Linked DNA regions of Mus musculus: region 1 is linked to region 2. A link is a contact called in public Hi-C data. All regions are on one chromosome and are shown on one strand. The core of a region is the stretch at or near the end of the contact, and the rest is flanking DNA. Distances in the headings are between cores, read along the strand shown.

Region 1 (2,996 bases), core at 283-2,782, 300 kb before region 2:
AGCTTGTCTGGGTGATTGTCCTGACTGTTTGTCCCCATGGGGTGGGGCTCAGTAATCATTGATTGATTGAACGAATGAATGAATGCTCCAACTCTGCATCAGAGTTTCTGGAGATTCACAGCGTCTTACATAATCAGGACCTTGGTGACCTTGTTTGCACTCTTAACTCCAAGGCTATTCGGCATGCTCGGCCAATGTAATTAAAGCTCACTTAGCCCTGGTGGCCCCTTCTCTCCCTAGTGAGGCACTGCAGGGATGCACAGTAGGCCAATTGCACACTTCCTGGGATGGAGTCAGGACAGGCCACCTGGCTGCTGTTCTGATTATCTCAGAGACTTTAAGCAAGTCAGCATACCTAACTCCATTTACGGTTCTTGTCAGAAAAGATAAAGAGATGTACAGATGCTCTCTACGATTCTGTTTGACTTTCAAAGACCAGCTCCGGACCCAGCTGTGGGCAGCAGTTGAGAAGGAGGAGAAAGGCTGGGGGTGGGTGGGGGAGGGGCAAGTAGCAAAAAGGACTTTTCCAGGAAGGTTCAGGTCACCTGCTTATTTCTTCTAGAGCCTCGGGGAGAGGGCTCTGGAAGATTCTGGGTAAGGTTAGGTTTGGAAGTTCAGTCTATAATACCCTAGAAGCATAACTGAATGATTGCGACAACTCTCTCTCTCTCTCTCTCTCTCTCTCTCTCTCTCTCTCTCTCTCTCTCTCTGTCTCTCTCTTTCAGCTGTTTGGCCTGGAACACACAGAGCCCTGAGACCGTCTGTGGTCTCATCAGTATACGAATGAACATATTTTTTGGGGATGATGTCTTTAGTTTTCATGGGATCCCTAAGGGATGTGTGTCCCCCAATACTGAAGAGCTCATATGTAGCAGGCTAGGCTGACCCCATAAGAAGAGTAATCAAAGAGATGAGGGTGAGCAGAGACAGGCCCCAGTTCTCCGTGTTTTCATGTCCCTGTGGGTCTTCATCCCTTACAAGGAGGGGGGGTGACCTGCAGGAAGATCTGGCTGCCTTTACGACGTGAATGTTACGGCCATTTGGTAGGCCTGTGCACCTCTGTTCTATGGTGACTCCGCAGGCCGTGATGCCCGTGTGCAGCAGGGAGAGCAGAGGCACACTGTTGGCTGAGGGATCCCAGGCCTTCCCTTTGAAGAGTCCAGCAGGATGACAACCCACCGAGGCTGGCTGCCGCCTCCACTCTTCCTCCCTATGAGGGGTGCCGAGGTGGCTCCTGTCAGTAGGTTGTGCTGACTCTAAAGCAGGCTGTGGGTGCTGAGAGAAACGATGGTGTCCATGTCAGACTCCTCAGCTGCTCACAGACCTGCTGCACTAGGGGCTCTTGGGGTTGCTGGAGTGAGAACTGGGGAAGGGATGGGGGTTGGGGGAGGGAGAGACATTCTCCAAGGGGAAGGCATCCTCTGGGTGGGTAATCCCTGAACAACGGAGTATTTATAGCACTGTCTACGACTGCAGTGCAGGTGTGTGTTCTCCACTGGACTTTGGGCTTTACTGCAGGCCTCAGGCCTGGGAGACTTTTTGGAATGTGCCCCTTGTCTTCTAAGGCCACCTTTGGCCTCACCTGCTGTTTACCTTCCTCTTGGAGTCTCTTTGCCGCCGCCGCCAACCCCCTTCCCCTTTGGCAGACTGAGTGAGTGCCAGGAAATTGTTGGTCAAAGGTGAGGTCACTAAGAGCCTAGAAAAACAACAGGTCACCATTAACCTTGTCTACCTTCCAGGTGTCTTCTGCTTCACGCAAGCTCCTTCCTCCCTCCCTCCGCATCCCCAGCACTTGTTGTTCCGGGAGAAGCGATGCTGGCAGATTTTGGGGTGTGTTTGGGTTGGGGCAGATCCTGTAAGACTGACCATCTTGAGGCATTCCTCATTACTATTTCTGACTGGTGAGATATAGTTTTCAGGTATTATCTCAGATTGCATGGCCACCTGAGCTTAGATGCTGGCTATCCAGTAAAGCCCAAGGGACGCTGAGAGAAAGATGGTGTTCATTTGCCAACATATTCTCAGGGCCTGTCTTTTCATAATGTTTGTTTCACTGGATGGAGGAATGGATGGATCATAGATAGGTGGGTGGTTGGGTGCAAATAAATAAGTAGAGGGGTGGGTGCGTGTTTGTGGATACATACATGAATGGCTCTCTGGGTTAGTGGGATGAGCAGGTGGTGATGGATGGTTGGATGAGTAGGTAGATATGGACAGATGGGTGTTTGGATTGATGGGTGAATAGATAGGTAGGTGAAGATTGGTTGGTTGGTTGGTTGGAAGGGTAAATGAGTTGTGTGAGTGGGTAGATGGGTGGATGTATGCATGGCTGGATGGGTTGGTTGGTGGAAAGACGAAAAGTGAATCTGTTGAGTGGCAGATTGGATGGGTGGTAGATGAATGGATGAATAGATAGATAGAGGGATGGCTGGACTGATGGTTAAATAGGTCAGTAGATGAGCAGATATATGAATGGCTGGGTGTTTGGAAGGATAGATGAATGGTTGGGTAAGTGGTATGATGGATGGATTTGCGGGTAGATTCATGGGTGTTTGAATTGTTGGACAGATAGATGAGTGAGGATAGATGGATTGATGGTTGGTGGGCCGGTAGATGAATGGATAGATGAATGGATGATGGGTAGTTGGACAGATGAAAGGATGAATGGATAGGTGTAGGTAGATGGTTGGATGGAGGGGTAGATGGGTGGCTAGGAAGATGGCCAGAAAGATGGAAGGTTGGGAGGATGAGTAGCTGGGTAGCTGGGCAGACTGGTAGGTAGTTGGATGGGTTGATGATGATGGATGATGGTTAGGTAAATATTTGAGTGAATAAATGGATAGGTGGGAGTGGTATTCTGGGTTCTATGGTTGAGAGCTCTCCTCCTCTGGGAATCCCCTTGAGAAAACGTCTTCCCTACTGTCTACATATCTGCATTCCCATTGTTTTGTTGATATGATCTTGATTTCTTTACTGATCCTCTCAGATGATTTCAG
Region 2 (2,896 bases), core at 155-2,654:
CTGTTTGGCATGTAAATATTGGGCCTCAAGCACTTGGCCACTCCAGGTTTCATAATACCCGAGGGTATCCCAATTATGCAAGAGCTCTTTTCAAATTCTCAAAGTCAGTGTTTCCTCTTCAAAAAGCCATCCAAGAAGACAGACGGCCTGTCAGACTGTCAAGCAAATGGCAAGAGGTCATCACAACCCTGAACGGGTGAAGCAAGCCCATAATCCCTTTCATCTGCAGGAAAGGCAGAGGAAGCGACTCAAATTTGGTAAAACCGTTTAGCAAAAATACGTCGCAAAGGCTGAGAACGAACCAATGGTCCACAGCCAAACGGGTGGGAGAGAAGGAAACAGAACACCAGTTCTTTCTTGGTTGAAGAGCGAATTACAGAGTTAGGGAAAGGAAAGAGGCTGTGGGATGGATGTACAGATGGGATGCACAGACGTACGGATGCGAGTATCACTCCAGCTGTGCACTGGACTCCAGAGTAATGCAATTTCCATCTTTTCTCAGCCTGCGCCAGGCCTAGCACCACGTGCCACATAGCCATAACCCCAGTATGCGGGAGGCCGAGGCAGGTGTGCAAGTATGAACGAGGTCAGCCCGGTCTACACAGAAAGCTCCAAAGCCAGCTTGCACTACAGCAGGAGACACTCTAGGGTTCTCTAAACAAGGACCACGAAGGAACATAGGAGGTGAAGAAAGCCAAGACCATGCTGGAGGCAGGGCTGATGGCATTGGGGATGTCAGAAAAGACCATCTGACGCTCCTGCCAGAGACAGACAGCCTCTAGGGATGCTTTGGCCAGGTCCCTATCTGTAGCCATGCACACATCCTTCTGAGTGGATGGGACAAGGACGCTTATAGTTAGTGTCAGCCTGGTTCTGCAAAGTGAAGCCGTTAACCAGACGCCCTGAGTACCAGGCCATCCAAGGATGAGCTGTGTCTCCCCTTCAGCCTGAGCCTGTGGCTTGCCGAGAGACACACAGCGAGCCAGTGACCGGTTCCCAACTGCAGATGCTGAGCTAGGAACCTTTCCCACCCGCAGTCCTTCTGTAGCAATGTGGCAGAGTCACACCGTGGGTGGGCAGGACACCAGCAAAGACAGTGCAAGGAAGTCCCTGGTAACTCTGGAAGACGAGTGAGGCCTACAACCCGACAGGGGTGGCTTTCTTAAGGGCACAGAAGGGGAACAAACAAAAGCAAGCTTACACTCCCAAGGAAACATAATCTGTGATTATAAATATTTCATGGGCAAAGAAAGTACCGGCTGTGGGCATGGTGGGGGTTGGGGGTAAGCTACAAATTAGATCTCCCTTTGCAAAGTGATAGGACGGCTGGAAGGGCAACCAGGCCGGGGCTATTCTGGGCAGTGTGCTCCAGGGCCCTGCGTCACAGGCACTAGCCTGTGTTGAAACCACAGGCTTCTAGTGGTCAGCACAGAACACCTTGGGAGGAGCGCTTAAGTCCATAAGAGACCAGAGGGGACAACACGGATAAGAGTCACTCAGAGGACAGTGGTGAGCTTCAGCAGCCGGGAGGCAGGGGAGGGGGTTGAGGGGGCACAGCAGAGCAGCCAGCACCCTGAAAACACACAGCAGGGCAGAGGGAGAGGAGGGGAGGGCCCAACCCCCGCTAACCAAACGGCCAGAGCTGCGAGGTAGCTCGCATCAAGCTGCCCCGTGAAGGGCAAAGGTCCAGGGGAAAGCAGGTTGTGTCAGGCTGAGGACAATCGCTGCTTTCCTTTGCCCCAAGACAGAGGCCTCATCCACCCCCCCATTCCCCCCCCCCCCCCCCCCGCCAGTCCACCTTCCTGAAGCTGCAGAGACAGCAGGGAATTAAGAGTCCACTAAGCCCCAGCACCAAACCTGTAAACACGCCAGCCAGCAAATCAGCCATGTGTCCGTGAGAGCTCTGCTACAGCTAGTCCATCCCCAGAGCCCACTACAGCAGCCACACTGCACCAGGCCTTGCAGAGGGCCACAGTACGGGGGGAACGCAGCTATGTTCCCCAAATACCCAGGATCCCTTGAAGCAAACTCAGCCAGGGGGGACCTGGGAGCTGGACCCGCGTGCACTGAAGACATAAGCTAAGTCTCCACCTCCTAGTATTCAGGCTGGTAGCTCCCACCTCCGCCCTCCAAGGTCTGCCCTGAGGCCTGGATAATCAAAATGGCAGCCTGTAGGATCACAGCTGATAGGAGTCAAGAAAGAGGCTCCAGTAACAGTAAAATGACAGATGGGGATGCTAGGGAGAAAGACAGAAACCTGGCCTGAGACCCAGGTTTCCCACATAGCCTCTGAAACTGTTCTCAGTGGCAATGGGACCAGTACTTAAAGTACCCAAGGACTGTGAGAAGCACTAAGAATATGCACATACCTGGGTCTCTCCACAGCACACTGCTGCTCTAACTTAATACTATATACAACGACCTGTCTAGCGCCTCAGAGGAACAGCAGCTACTTACCCACCTACCACCCTTTCTCTCAGGTCCTCAGGCCAAGAGCACCCCAAGCTCCCAAGTTCTGCATGGCTGAGTCCAGGAACCCCAGACTCCTCTTTGGCCTCCTCCATATTAGCCTCCTGCCAATCCCATTTCTTCAAGCACTGCCGTCTGAGTGTGCCAAGTCCGTGGTGGCATCTTGCAGTACTGCAGTCTGTCCTCTTCAAACCCTCAAGTTAAAGCCAACCCACCTCCCCTCCTCTTCCCTAAGTACCCATCACCTGCATCCTAATGCCTTTGGGTAAGATAAGCCTCCTTCCCTGGGCCTTGCAGCCAGGAGTAAATGGAGGTCAACTCCCCTCCTGACTTGGTGTAGCAGGATCTCAAGTGGTCCCAAAGGCTCACAGGTTAAAGGTCCTGGTACTGACTCCAGGCCTATACACACATGCTCTGTTCTCCCTAG

What was found. Hi-C and Micro-C count contacts between places; a contact is called where the count stands out from the background.
Region 1: a Hi-C map of liver shows a contact between it and region 2, with 2.3 times the contacts expected there. The contact joins two enhancer-like sites. A contact is called at or near these places in 1 of 15 datasets of contacts at CTCF or cohesin (the NIH/3T3 cell line), 2 of 484 Hi-C or Micro-C datasets (bone marrow-derived macrophages and liver), 2 of 115 datasets of contacts at active chromatin or transcription factors (both in embryonic stem cells) and 2 of 9 other capture datasets (adipose tissue and embryonic stem cells).

What each region holds. Positions count from the first base shown.
Region 1 is chr17:45,995,742-45,998,737 of GRCm38.p6, reverse strand. No RefSeq gene overlaps it. Among named protein-coding and RNA genes, the nearest start is that of Vegfa, 35 kb to the left of the region's middle. Within about 2 kb of position 1,532, at least 23 of the 459 cell types and tissues checked have an H3K27ac peak or open chromatin away from gene starts, as enhancers often do. A contact at or near this core is called in liver, where this site is marked.
Region 2 is chr17:45,699,574-45,702,469 of GRCm38.p6, reverse strand. No RefSeq gene overlaps it. Among named protein-coding and RNA genes, the nearest start is that of Mrpl14, 15 kb to the right of the region's middle. Within about 2 kb of position 1,404, at least 26 of the 459 cell types and tissues checked have an H3K27ac peak or open chromatin away from gene starts, as enhancers often do. A contact at or near this core is called in liver, where this site is marked.